Regions from separate parts of the Rattus norvegicus genome. Here region 1 is linked to region 2. Evidence: chromatin contacts called from public Hi-C data. All regions are on one chromosome and are shown on one strand. The core of a region is the stretch at or near the end of the contact, and the rest is flanking DNA. Distances in the headings are between cores, read along the strand shown. Region 1 overlaps LOC102548374 (a long non-coding RNA gene). Region 2 holds the start of Zfp623 (zinc finger protein 623).

What was found. Hi-C and Micro-C count contacts between places; a contact is called where the count stands out from the background.
Region 1: a Hi-C map of hepatocytes shows a contact between it and region 2, with 2.5 times the contacts expected there. The contact joins the enhancer-like site here to the promoter of Zfp623 in region 2. A contact is called at or near these places in 3 of 12 Hi-C or Micro-C datasets (frontal cortex, hepatocytes and liver).

What each region holds. Positions count from the first base shown.
Region 1 is chr7:109,748,001-109,755,403 of GRCr8, forward strand. LOC102548374 (a long non-coding RNA gene) reads left to right here. Exons shown (of 5, transcript XR_005487512.2): 5 at 3,253-4,430. Among named protein-coding and RNA genes, the nearest start is that of Dstl1, 15 kb to the left of the region's middle. Within about 2 kb of position 5,956, at least 59 of the 93 cell types and tissues checked have an H3K27ac peak or open chromatin away from gene starts, as enhancers often do. A contact at or near this core is called in hepatocytes and liver, where this site is marked.
Region 2 is chr7:109,503,225-109,510,534 of GRCr8, forward strand. It overlaps Zfp623 (zinc finger protein 623), which reads left to right and starts at 4,822. Exons shown (of 2, transcript NM_001398989.1): 1 at 4,822-4,933.

The DNA.
Region 1 (7,403 bases), core at 4,706-7,205, 250 kb after region 2:
ACAGCCCGATCTATGGAGGCTTTTTCTCAATAGAGGCTCTCTGCTCTCAGATAATTCTGTGTCAAGTCGACATAAAAGCCAGCTATCACAAATACTAACAAGAAACGATTTCCTTTTCTTTTCTAGAATTATTTATTTTATGTATGAGTACACTGTCACTGCCTTCAGACGCACCAGAAGAGGGCCTCAGATCCCATCACAGATGGTTGTGAGCCACCATGTGGTTGCCGGGAATTGAACTCAGGACCTCTGGAAGAGCAGCCAGTGCTCTTGACCTCTGAGCCATCTCTCCAGCCCCTTTCTTTTCTTTTCAAGACAGACTTTCTCTGTGTAACAGCCTTGGCTGCCTGGAACTCTCTTGTAGACCAGGCTGGCCTCACACAGATCCTCATGCCTCTGCCTCCCAGGTGTTGGGATCAAAGGCGTGCCCACCGAGGGCAGCTTGAAACTCTTCATTTTCATTATACTAAAAGTATGCACAACTTTTTTCATTTTTGAAAGTTAATTTTTGCTGCATATGGAATTCTTGACTGCCTGTTATTTTTTTCCCCCTCCATATTTTAAGAAGGTTACCTCATGCCACTTTGCTGTCTGATCGGAAACCAATTGCTTACCTCATTGATGAAGGAGTTACTTCTACCTCGCTCCCTTAAGTTTCTCTGGGTTTGGTCTTCATTGGGGTGAGAAGACGCATTTGCTGGCTATTGCCTTTGTTGCAACAGTCCTTGAATTTATCCTATTTGGAGTTGAGCTTCTTGGATATGCGGTTAGTGTATTCTAACAAACTCGAGGGTTTCTCTCCATTGCCACTCCCAATAACTTCCCTGCTACTGTCTTCTATTTGGGGACCCTTACTCTGCTCATGTTGTGTTTAAAGGTGCATCGTGGTTTTGGAGACTCTGTTCATCAAACCTTTGTCTGCTTGCTTGTAAAGTCTGTTTCTCCAAACAAGGTTTCTCTGTGTAACAGCCCTGGCTCTCCTGGATCGGGAGTTGTGGACCCAGCTGGCCTTGAACTCACAGAGCCTCTGCCTCTGCCTCCTGAGTGCTGGGATGAAAGGCATTTGCCACCATTCCCAGTGTAATTTTTCTGTTTCTTATACTGGATATTCCAGTGTCTTTCCTGCCAAGTCCACACTACGGGTTAACTCAAAAGGTGCAGCAGGGGTTTCCTCTAACCGAGGGCGCCAAATCAAGCTAGAAAGGAGCCAAGTGGGATTCGCTGGACAAACCCAAGCCTTTCTCAGAGGCACTTACACGGTTTGGTAACTTACCCTTGTACCAACAACACAAGGAGAAACATTTCCTATCAGGTGTGTCTCCAGCAAGGGATGGGACGGGGTAGCATTTATATGAAGGCTTCGGAACCTGACTAGGGACAGAGGTGGTCCTTTCAGTGTCCTGGCCAATGGCTTGAATAATTGTCAGTGCCTGGAAATGTTCAAGGTCCAGGCTTGGCCCCAAACCTGCTAAGAAAAGGCTACAGACACCCATTTGCAGACAGCTCAAGGCACGGTGATTTTTCAGTCAGGAAACAAGAGAGACGGAGGGTGTGGAACACGGACAAGGGAAAAGGCTTATTTCACTTACACCCACACCATAATCCATCATCAAAGGAAGTCAGGGCAGGAGCTTAAGCAGGCCAAGAATCTGGAGGCAGGAACTGACACAGAGGCCATAGAGGAATGCTGCTTGCTGACTTGCCCCTCATGACTTGCTCAGCCTGCTTTCTTATCTTTTGGGTTATGAGCTTTTAATGGCTGAGCCTGCTTTCTTGCAACATCAGGATCATCAGCTAATTGATGACACCACCTACAGTGAGCTGGGCCCTCCCACATCAATCATCAATCAAGACAATGCCCTACAGGCATTGCCTACAAGCCAATTCTATGGAGGCATTTTGCTCAGTTAGGACTTCTTCTTCCCATAGGACCCTAGATTATGTCAAGTTGACATAAAAACTAGCTAGCATTCTGGGTGATTGTGTAGTAAGATCTTGTTCCGAAAAAAAGAAAAAGGGAAAACTATGTGTTTTATTATTATTTTTTAATCTGTGTATGTTTGCAATGTGCACACATGTGTGTATGTGTGTTCCCATGTATGTGGGTGCATATGTGCATGTGGGGGTCATATGGTGGATATCTTCCTCACTCTCTACCATATACAGCTTATGTCTCTCACCATAACTCTCTGATATGGCTAGTCTATCTAGCCAGCTGGTTCTGGGGATCCCCATCTCTGCCTTCTATGTCGCTAGGATTGCAAATGAGCTGATGTACCTTCCTGGTGTTTATATGGGTTTTGGGGGGTCCCAACTAATGTTGTTTTGCTTATGCAGCAAGTTTTTTGCACAGTGAGCCATCTCCCTACCAACCCCCTTAGTTTATTTAACATAAGACAGCGATTTTAACAACGAGACCACAGTCACCCAGGGTTCCTTCGTCCCTGCCTGTCCTTGCTGCAGTTGAGCACAGCTCACCCAGCGAGTGCCCAGAAAAGAAGCAGAAACCCTTGGTGTCCTCCTCCCTGGGCCACAAGGTCAGGAGATACTCAGCCTGCTTCCTTGCTATCTTGCCAAGTGCTTTGCATAACATGGATCCCCCTCCCTTTCTAACCACTGAAGGCTGGTGCCTGGCTGTGAGTCCTGAGGTTACAGTCACGTGGGGTTGGTTACGGCAGCACCACTTCTGGCACCAATCTCCATCACATTGGGACAGACTTGGTTGTGCCACACTTGCCAAACACCCCTGTGCCATAGTTTCATTTCTGTTGCTATTATAGAACTCTTTCAAAACAAAACAAAACAAAATCCATCTTAGGGCCGGAGAGATGGCTCAGTGGTTAGGAGCACTGACTGCTCTTCCAAAGGTCCTGAGTTCAATTCCCAGCAACCACATGGTGACTCACAACCATCTGTAATGGCATCTGATGGCCTCTTCTGGTGTGCCTGAAGACAGCTACAATGTATTCATATTAAAAAACCCACTAAATAAATAAATAAATAAATAAATAAATAAATAAAACAACAAAACCTTAGGGAGAATAGGTTTATTTTAGCTTACAGTTCAGGTTACAGCTCTTTACTGTGAAGCTCTCAAGATGTGGAGAGCCTGAAGCATGGAGTCCCAGTTTATTTATAATATAATCGAAAGCAGAGAGAGGTCAGTTCACGATCCCCTACCTAAGGAATAGCACCGCTCACAGTGGGCTGGGTCTTCCAACACCAATTACAAATCTAGACAATCTTCCACAGGCATGCTCACAGGCCAACCAAGATAGAGACCATCCCTTCATGAGATCCCCGAGGAGCTCTAAGTTGTGGCATGTCGACAGCACTAACCGTCATACCCAGAGACTGAAGAGTTACGCCTTCTTCTCGCTCTGTTGCCTGCAGGGATTGGCTGAGGCTCAGCTCTGCCATCTTTACTCCAGGACCTAGCCAGCCATCTAGAGCAGTGTGGCTCTTCCTGGCTGATGGTGGGGTAGGAGAGCTTAGCCCGGCTCTGAGTACCATTACCTCACTGGCTGTTACCAGCTACAGAGCCTAGTGGACCACAAGAGGACGGGGCAATGCTTCCCTCTGCCCCGTGCCTGGGAATACAGGGGCGTCGCTGCACAGGCCCAGTGACCACCCTACACCTCGTGCCACGGAAAGAGTTGTCTCAGCTAGGGCTTTATTGCTGTGAACAGACACCGTGACTGAGGCAACGCTTGGAAAGGACAAAGTTCATTGGGGTTGGCTTACGGTTTCAGAGGTTCAGTCCGTTATCGTCATGGTGAGAAGCATGGCAGTGTGCAGGCAGACACGGTGCTGGAGGAGCCAGAGTTCTGTACCTCGATCCAAAGGCAGAGGAGGAGACTGTGTCCCACACTGGGCGTAGCTTGAGCATAGGAGACCTCAAAGTCCACCCCCACAGTGACGCACTTCCTCCAAGAAGACCATATCTTCTAATAGTGCCACTCCCCATGGGCCATGAATTCAAACACATGAGTCTATAGGAGCCATATCTATTCAAACCCCACTAAGAGTCTTGACCTCATGACGCGTACCCCAAGCAGGAAGAATGAGACACGGTGTGGAGGATGGTTCTGCTTTCGTAACATGGTTCCACGTCGTTAAATTCCACTGTATTCTCTGCCGAGTGAAAAGTACTCTCCCCACCTCACAGGTTTGTTTGCTTGGGTGTCTTCACAGTCCTGGACATTCACCCTCCGAAAGCTGACGCGGGCACCAGCCAATGGGTACCGTCAAGCTCTCTTGCACTGAAATGTTAGGGAATGTGGGCACTTCCCAGTACATGTCCTAGCAGAATTTCCATAAGGACATTTTATTTGTATATTCCCACAGATCAATAAAATAATTTTATTAAGACCATGTGGGAAAAACCTTCGGGTCTCTTCCAAACACAATGAATACACTGTTGCAATAGCTTTGCATAGCCAAAGGGTAAGAAAGAAGTGCATGGCTGGGCAGGACAGGGGCTGGGGCGGGAAGCTCAGAGGTAGCACACTTACAGTTTTACAATTCATGTGCAAGCATTTTTTTTTTAATTTAGGCACAGGAATTCTCTCATCTGAGATATTCTCAACAGATGACATCAGAGGGCACAGGCTCTCAACCTGTGGTCCGTGACCTCTTTGGGGGTTGGACAACCCTTTCACAGAGGTCACCTAAGACCATCGGAAAACGCAGGTATTTGCGTCACAAGTCATAACAGTAGCAAAATCACAGTTACAAAGCAGTAATGAGATTCATTATGGTTGGGGGTCACCACGACATTAAAGGGTCACAGCGTTAGGAGGGTTGAGGGCTGACGGCATAGGGAGATGTCAGATCCTTAGGAGGTGGGGTCCTGACACTGAGGGTCATGTGGGAGAGGGACACGGAGGATCACGGCACCAACCATGCGGGCTGCCTTCTCTCCCTAATGTTTTCCTACATCCTGTCCAGTCTTGCTGTGACACACAAATCAGGCCTGCAGGTTCACCGGCAGAGGCTATAGGGCACCCATTGATGCTGCCGGGGGCTTTGCTCATCCTCTCTGACCAGTTCATCACGCCCTCCCATGTCCAAAGGGAGTAGAATAAAACAAAATGCACAACCTTTTCCTTTATATATTATATAAAATAACCAGGATCTACCTTTTAAAAAAATACTCAAGGTGAGAAAGATGGCTCCAGGCTTAAGAGGACCTGGGCTTGATTCTTGGCCCCTATATGGAGGCTCACACCACCTGTAACTCCAGTTCTAGGGGACTCCTCCGACTTACACAAACACCAGAACATACAAGATGCACAGATATGGGCTGGAGAGATGGCTCAGCGGTTAAGAGCACTGCCTGCTCTTCCAGAGGTCCTGAGTTCAATTCCCAGCAACCACATGGTGGCTCACAACATTCTGTAATGAGATCTGATGCCCTCTTCCGGTGTGTCTGAGGACAGCGACAATGAACTGTACATTAAATAAATAAATAAATATTTTTTTAAAAAAAGATACACAGATATACATGCAGGCAAAACACACACACACACACACACACACACGAAAAACACAAATACATCTAAAAATATTTTTAAAAAGAGGGTCTGTGGTGGGGGAGGGGCATGGTGGCACAAGCCTTTAATCTCAGCACTCAAAAGGCAGAGGTAGGTGAGTTCAGGACCCCTCTGCTTTCCATAGTGAGATCCTGTCTTTAAATAAAAAGAAAAATCACCAATTAGAAGAACTCCTATTCGATGAGTTTCCTAAGCTTTCTGCTTGTGGCCACAGGTTTGGAGATTAGGAATTTATGATTGAGGAGATTAAGTTTCAGGATGCACGCATTGTCTGTTTGCTGTCCCCAGACAGCGACGTCTCTTCAGAGACCCTGGTCAGCTGTGTGTTCCAGTGTCAAGGGCACGGGTTGTCTGAGATGATGTCAGGCTGCCCAGGCCTTTGGTCCTGCGAGAACTGAGGTGGCTCCTCTCAGATCCAACACAATACCCTCTTTCTTCTGTTGCAACATGCACGAGCCATGAGGCGGTGATTTAATCGGAACAAGAGCCTTTGCTGCCATCTGCTGGAAGAGTCTCGTAACAGCTCCTGGCTGCTTTGTTAAAATACACACATGAGGGGCTGGGGATTTAGCTCCGTGGTAGAGCGCTTACCTAGGAAGAGCAAGGCCCTGGGTTCGGTCCCCAGCTCCGAAAAAAAGAACCAAAAAAAAAAAAAATACACACATGAGATTACGAAACAACTATCTAAGGGAGAAATCGTTGACACGGCAGTGCATCTTAGAGGCGGCTTCTGCGGCTCCAAGGCTCCGTGGCTTCATGGCTCTGTGTCTCTGTGGCTCGGTGGCCTAGTGGTCCTCCCTGGAACAGCTCTGAGCTGGCTTCTAAGACCACCAGGGAAGAAATTTGAAGAGTTTCTAGCATAGCTAGAATCTGCCCCTTGCAGCCCCTGTCTTCAAGGAGGGCCAGGCAAGGCCTCAACTGGTGAGATGTGAGGGTGAAGACAGGGGCCCAGCCAGTAGCCTGGCCATTCAATGTCCCCAGGGTCCAGCGTCTTCTGACCAAACCTGAAAGAGGAGCGCAGGGAGGGGAAGAAGAGCCTAGTGTTCTTAATGACCCCCATCCATTATTCTCTGACCTTGTGTGGTTAATAGTCCTTTAAGTGGTGGTCCCATCACCAGCCCTACAGCGAATGCCCCCTCTTGATGTGGGTCCACCCTCCTGGATATCCTACTGACTCTTGTCATTTTGGGGGGTTCAGACTTTTCCCCTGACAGGCTTTGGAATGTGTGAGAATCAAGGCTGGTGAATTCAGCAAGCAGGGTTCTGATGGGGGTAGGAACCATCCAATACGCTTGATGTGCCCAATCTGTTACTTTCTCATAGACAGAAATGTCCCTATCCCAGCATTTGGGTACCTAGAGGCCCAGTTAGCAAAGGGGTATGTAGGGTTATGAATCATCATGGTGATGAATGCCTGTAATCCCAGCATGTGGAGAGCTGAAGCAGGAGGATCACACACTAGGCCAGCTTGGGCTACAGAATGAGTTCAAGGCCAGCCTATATGTACTAAGACCTTCTCAGAGAGAAAGAAGAAAAAAAGACAGATAAAAGATTCACTCTCCCTCCTCCCCCTGTATGTCAGTTTACAGATTATGGTTGGCTTCCCAGAGCTCCTGAAGATAAACGATTGTCTTTGTAACTGGTGGATTTAAGAGGTTGGGCTGAGGAATGTCCCATCTTGCAGGTGCAGTTCCACAGGATAAAGCTAAGAAACCCTGTTCTTTTGAGGAGATGTCCATGGAGACTAGCCACTGGCTAGACGTGGTACACACCTTCAATCCCAACACTCCAGATGCAGAGGCAGGCAGATCTCTATGAGTTTGAAGTCAGCCTAGTCTACATAGTGAG
Region 2 (7,310 bases), core at 3,572-6,071:
CTTTTCCTCTGAATAAGTAAGACACTGAGAGCAGGATGCAGGGGTCCTAAATTAACTCCTTAATTGACAAGTACTAGCTTATCATGCCTAGCTTATTGTGCCTAGCTTCCTAGAGAGAACTGTCAGCTGAGCAAGCTAAGCAGCCCCTCTTTGGCAATCTAACTACCCTTGTGATAACTATGATGCTTTTTTTTCTCCACAAGACAGGGTTTCTCTGTGTAGCCCTGGTTGTCCTGGAACTTGCTCTGTAGACAAGGCTGGCTTCAAACTCAGAGATCCACCTGACTCTGCCTCCTCAGTGCTAGAATTAAAGGCATGTACTGTGGTCATCAACAACTACTGTTGGGCTGCATGTCTGCCTTACCACTGGGACGTCAGAGCTCCAACACTGTCACCAGCATGCTGCTCAAGGAAAGCAGAACATGGTCCCAGATAGAGGGTCTCCATCTCCATTGTATCCAGATGCCTCTGGGGACTATGAGGAATTCAGAACAGTGGTCCACTGATCTAACCTTCCCCCACTTGCAAAGCAGAAATGGGATGCCTGACCCCAGGATGGGGCAGAATGCAGTCAAGTTCTGAGTGAGCGCCAAGAGGTTTTACAGGCTGGAAAAGAGAATGATTCTCTCGGATATTTATTGTCTCTTTACTACAAATGCCTGCACCCCACCCCACAGTGATTCTTAGTGTAAGAAACCTTCCTTGCTTGTCCAAACTGCTTTATTTATAGCCTATGTAAATGCATATGTCTTACTCAGGGTAAACCATGGATTAAATACATTTTGCAGGAAGGGATGCCCAGGAAGGGAAGCTAATTGGCTAAATATTTGGGGCCTATCTAGATACCTCATTAGCATGGAGAACTCTAGCTATTTTTATGCTATGTGACCCACTGTCGTGGTCCTTTCGGTGAGGTGTCATGGTTATGTGTTCCAGGATAGGCAGAGCTAGCCAGAAGCTGGTTCCAATGCCTGCCATTCTCAATTATGAGCTCTCCTGGGTTTTTTTGAACCTGCTTCAACCTTTCCAGTTCTTCTGTCTAGTGGCATAGTCTACTTGCCCCACAACCCACTACTGGTAAGGTTTGTTTAAACATTAAAAGTTCTCAGATTAAAAAAAGAAGAAGAAAGCTCTCAGATAATTGAGAAAGCTACAATATGACCACAGCTTCTCGGTGAAGCATAAGTCCAGCTGTAGAAGGCACTGGATTCCTTACCACAAGTTTCAAATACCTTGCATCTACCCTTTTGCCATTAGGAGCCTGGGTTGGGACTAGGGAGGTAGCTCAGCTGGTAAAGTGCTTGCTTTCGAGGAACAAAGAGTGGAGTTTAAGCCCATGTCCTTCTGTAAACATCTGCAGTTTTCAGGACTAATATGTCCTCCCTCTGAGAGGAGGGAGCCTCAACCAAGAAAATGCCTCCATAAGATCAGGCTGTATGTGTAGAGGAATTTTAATCCTGCAACAATAGATGCTTTGGCAAGGGATCACATCCAAGGGATCACATCAAATCTAGGTCTGTGTGGTCCAGATGGAATGACACACTTTTAATCTCTCTGGCTGGGATACAAGCACACCCTTAGCACGCAGCTTTAATCTCAAACAATGATAAAATAATGAATCAAAGATGTGATGGAATGAGTCAGATATAGGATACACCCAACTTTCATGAGATCAGACAGGAAAGAGAAGCTACTTAAGAGGTGCAGAGTCAGGAGGGGAGGGCGGTTCAGTGAGTGCAGTTGAGTTCAGGCAATGCAGTGAGGTTCAGTTGAGTTCAGTTCAGTGTTTGGGCATTCGTCTGGTGCTGCCATGTATTCAAATGCCAACTGCTGGCTCCCGAGATCTGGTTGCCTGGATGAGCAAATCCTCATGTATACCAAGTGATGCTACGTAATGTAAACCTTGCTCCCAAATTTAAAGCTATTGATTAAATAAAAATGGCTACAGGCAATTACTGTGGAGAATAGAAGTAGGTGGAGTTTCAGTGACCAGGCTGGGGGGGGGAGGGTGCGGGTAGGAACCACAGGAAGAAGGAGAGGAGAGAAGAAGGAAAAAGGAGGGTAGGAGAAGGAAGACAGAGAGGACAGAAGATCTCCACTAGACATGAGGGACCAGGAGCATGTGACCGAAGTGAAATGGACCTTGAGGACATGTTGATGGGACAGACATAATCCAGGAAGACTCACACTGCAAGTACCTGGGAGCACAGCTGGGGAATTAGCAGTCTAGCTCTGGGGAAAAGAAATAGACTAGGGCTGGAGAGATGGCTCAGTGGTTAAGAGCACCGACTGCTCTTCCCGAGGTCCTGAGTTCAAATCCCAGCAACCACATGGTGGCTCACAACCATCTGTAATGAGATCTGATGCCCTTGTCTGGTGTGTCTAAAGGCAGCTACAGTGTACTCATATATAATAAATAAATAAATAAATAAATAAATAAATAAATAAAATATTTAAAAAAAAAAAAGAAATAGACTAGGGCTAATTCCCCCAGTAGTTGTGCCAAAACTAAATCAATCAATCAATCAATCAATCAATCATAGTCTGAGTCTCATTCATTTGGAAGCTAATGGGGTAAAAATCATTCACTGACTTTAGAGTTCAGTTCAGGGCAGTTTAGTTCAGTTCTGTTCGGTGTAGCTCAGTTTGAGTGAAGCTGAATGCTGTATACAGTTCGTGTAATTCAGAGGCAATTTTTTTCAAGCAGAGCAATTCAGTGAGAAGCCAAGAGAAGCCATTTTCAATCAGTCAGCTTGGAGAATTTTTGAGCCAGAATAGCTGAATTGAACCAGTCAGCCACAGTTCAAAAAGAACTAGAAAGGGTGAGCTTATTCAGCACTAAGCCTCTGAGACAGACGACAATTACGTCGTCTTTTACAAATAAAAGTCACTTACATGCATGTAAGCTTGTAGGGCATTTTCTTTTTCTTTTTCTTTAAGATGTGTTTATTTTATGAGTACACTGTCTTCAGACACACCAGAAGAGGGCATCAGATCCCATTACAGATGGCTGTGAGCCTCCATGTGGTTGTTGGGAATTGAACTCAGGACCTCTGGAAGAGCAGTCAGTGCTCTTAACTGCTGAGCCATCTCTCCAGCCCGAAATATTTATCTGTTTATTTATTTTACACATATACATATATGCATGCTCTATCCACATGTACATCTGCACACCAGAAGAGGGCATCAGATCCCAGTATAGATGGCTGTAAACCAGCATGTGCTTGCTAAGAATTGAACTCAGGACTTTCGGAAGGACAGACAGTGCTCTTAATTGCTGAGCCATCTCTCCAGCCCTGTAGGGCATTTTCTTGGTGATTGATAGGGAAGGACCTAGTCCATTTTAAGTGGTGGCATCCAGTGCTGATGGTCCTGGATTCCATAAGAAAGAAACGTGATTGAACCATGTAGAGCAAGCCAGTAAGCAGTACCCCTCCATGGCCTCTGAATTAACTCATGCTTCCAGGCTCTGGCCCTGTTTCCCTTCCTGTCCTGACTTCCTTCAGTCATGAACAGTGTCAAGAAAGTGTAAGCCAGATAGGCCCTTTACCCCCCAACTTGCGTTTTTGATATGGGGTTTCATTGAAGCAGTAGGAGCTTCAAGACAAATTGGTCCTAGAATTGTGGGGTGTTGCTGTGACAAATAATGTTGTTTGGGGGAGGGTTGTGAAAAGTGTTTAATGCTTAGTGAGCTGTTCTGTGAGAGCTTGGAACATAAGACTGTTGAAGGCAGTGACAAAGATGGAAATCTGCCTTGGTAAGTGTCACAGGGAAGCTTAAAGATTCTATTGGGGCCATTTCTTTGTTTGAATTAAGATTCAGATTAGCAGAGGCTGAAGAATACCAGAACTACTAAAGTGAGACCTTTGCTTTGCTGTGACACTCGATGCTGGTCAGCTGCAGCTGAGAAATTAGTGGTGATTAAGAAGAAACTAGAATCATTGAGGTAAAATCTTCTAAGTATTTCTTAAGAGCTACCCAGAAACTGTGTTCCAGAAGCAGCCAAGGTTATACCTCATGCTAGCAGCTGAACTTGGTAGCATAGATGTCACCCACGTGGTACTGGCTTTGAAGGCACGAAGGGTTCATAGCAAGCACCTGAGACTTGGCACTGGAGAGACTAGGAGAGGACATTGGTGAATGTGCAGTTTCAGTGGCAGGTTTTTTTTTTTTTAAAAACTGGATATAAAATATAGAGATAAACCCACAGTTTTTTGTGAAGACCTAGTTAACTCTTGAGGTTGTACCTTCCATGAAGCTGAAATTACTCAGGGTTAAGAGCAAGCAGTTGGTGCTCTTCCAAAGGGTCCTGGTTTGATTTCCAGCACCCACATGGCAGCTAAGGACTGTGTGTACAACTCCATTTCCAGGCTCTCTCCTGGCCCCCAGGAACACCAAGCACACACATGGTGCACTACGCGCATGCAAAACACTAAAACACAATAAGGCTCTGCCTCGATCAGTGAGTTTGGCATTCTAGGCTCTCACCTGACTTTGCAAGGTTGTAAAATAAACTGCCTTGACTTCACTACTCTGAGTCTCCAGGGGTTATTACAAAGATGCTGTGTCTTAGGCACAGTGGCTCAAAGTTGTCCTTCCACCATAGGCATACACAGGTATACAATAATGATAAAGCCCAAAACCAAAAGCTCCGCCGAACCATTCACGTGCGCAAACAGAGCGCTCAGCCCCCGCGTCTGCGCACTGGGTCCTCCAGCTGACCGCAGGAATCTGGCCCGGAAGTCTGTGACATGGAGACGGCCCCGGCCCCCATTCTTATCCTAGAGTGCCTACGGATGTCCTCCGGGCGGAGCCTCGGGCAGCTTCCGGCTGGGGCGTGCGGCGGCGGTGCGGGCTTTGTGGCTGCCCGGGGTTGCGCGCCTGGATGCGGCTCGGCTTGGTTCCGCGCTGTCCTCTCGGCGCCGGGCTCCGGGTGAGTGAGGCAGCGCGGCTCGCGCAGGTGGGCGGGCTCCTGGTCGGCCGGGCTCAGCGAGTTGATTGGTGTCCCGGGCCGGCTGCACTTCGCTTTTGCGGGTGTCCGCAACTCCTCGCTTGGTTCGGGCCGGAGCCTTGCATCTTCTCGCGGAACTGATGCTTGGACCGGTCTTCCGCGGACATAGAGGCCCTCAAGCGCTGCACACTCAGCTTTGCAGCCTGCGGGTCAGGCCTGCGAGCGGCTGCTTGAAGGCTAGCTGCTCAGGTGATGGTGTGCAGGTGCGCACAACGCTGCTGTTCGGCGTGTACCTTGCCCTCCTGCCTTCCCTTAGACCTTTCGGTCTCTGTCGGAGGAGATGTAGTGCAGGCACCCCCAGTGTTTCAGGGGTTGAAGATATGTGTTGGGCACAATCAGCTCCATATGGCCTGAAGGAGGATTCTTAGGTGGGGTCAGGTGTCAGCCAAGCTATTTCATGAAGTGCCTGAATCAAAGTCTATGACATCTGTGTGATAATGCCAGGAACATTTAATCCTCTTTGCACCCTGCCCCACCGGTCCAGGAGTTCCCAGGACTTGAGTGGTATGCTAGAGGTTTCCCAGGGTATTAGCCGAAGAACAGTTCTAAACTCAGGTAGTGTCTAGGTGGAGCTGACTTTCACAGTCACCCTGTGCACTTACAGACATCGTTCCTCTGAGACCCGTCCCAATGAAAGAACAAATGTCTTCTACTCACGAAGAAATCAGACATCCTCCCTCCGCCACACACACATACACACCAAGTTTTAAGACAGAGAGCAGACCTTTGTTCTGCTGTCACGGATGTGGTATTGTATCTGTGTTAATACTTGGCGTAATGGTGGCATTCTTTTTCGTGGGAGGTACAGAGAAACCTTCACAAGCTGACACATGCAGTTCTGGACACTCCTGGTGCCTTGGGGGGGGTGGATTTCTGGTTCTGGAATACTTTGGAGGATGATCTATAGAAAGGGCAGACCTGGGAAAGGCCCCCTACAAAACTCATGGTCTGATCTGGAAGTGGAAGGGATGTCAGAGAAGCAGCGGGCTAGAACAGAGTGGCGTCCTTGAAGTACATCACAGAGCCTTTCTGACTGCTCCGTTGGTTTATGGAAAATGGCTGCTGAGAGGTCCTGGGTTTGTTATTAGAAGATGGTGTCAGCAGGAGACCTTGTGTAGGTGCTAGGGGTAGAGGTTAGAAAAGGGGTCTTAAGAGGGCAGCCAGCCACTGGCACTATTCTTTTTGACCACAAATAAGCAGGCTTTGAACACGCAGCGCTCAGCTACCTCTCCAACTGGAGCATCCACAGGTTGCTATGGAGATGGATGGACTAACACCTGCCTGGTTATCCCCAAGGCCGTAGCTACCCAGACTTTGCCGCTCCTATTTTACTTTATGTGTACGGGTACATAATGCTGGTTTCTCTTCTGCTGGAATTGTTGTCTCTAAGGTTTACTACCTCCATCTGCTAACTTGTCCTGGAAGCTTCTAGCCTCCATACAATCTAGTATAGGCCTAGAATGTTTTCAGCCTCTGAGACTTGGCTACTGAATAAGCTCACCCTTTCTAGTTCTTTCTGGATTGTCCTGGTTGGATTAACTCAGCTGCTCTGTATCAAAGGTGTTTCCCAGCTGACTGATCCAGTCTGGCTTCTGCATTGCTCTGTTTGGCCTCCAGCTAACTCTGGTATTCTGTTCTAATCTTCTGCCTCTTCAACCTGTCTGTAAAACGGCCTCTCTTCTGTCTCTATACCGCCCCTTAAGTAGCCTCCCTTTCCTCTCTTCTAATGAGAGTTGGGCGTATCCTATTCTGTCAAATCTTTCTCTGATTTGTCACCATGTCTGCCACTTAATTAGATACCATTTTCAAACATGGGTGCTTCCTTTTACAAACTATCTTTACCTTCATTGTTTGGGATTAAAGATGTGTGCTAAGGGCGTGTCTGTAGTCCAGCCAGAGGGATTCAAGCTGTGTGCCAAGGGCTGAGCTAACAGTGTCTTGGTGTTCACAGTGTGGCCAGACATCTTTCAGCATGGGCGTTTTGCATGCTTATTAGTCTGTCCGTCTGTGTGTCCTGGCACCCTTAGAAGGCAGAAGAGGGCATTGTATTCCCTAGAACTTGAATTGCAGACTTGTAAACTGTTGTGTGGGTTCTGGGTATTGAACCCAGGCGCTCTGGAAGAGCAGTCAGTGCTCAGCCATCTGTGTAGCTCCTGGATTTCCGACTTTGAGATAAATATCTCTTCAAGCAGATGTATTTTATTTAAGAAACTTCCCTTAAAATGAGAGATTGTAAAAGTCACATGGGTCTAAGCTATTCTTGTACAGAGCTGCAGGCTTGTGTCTGGGTAGCATAGTC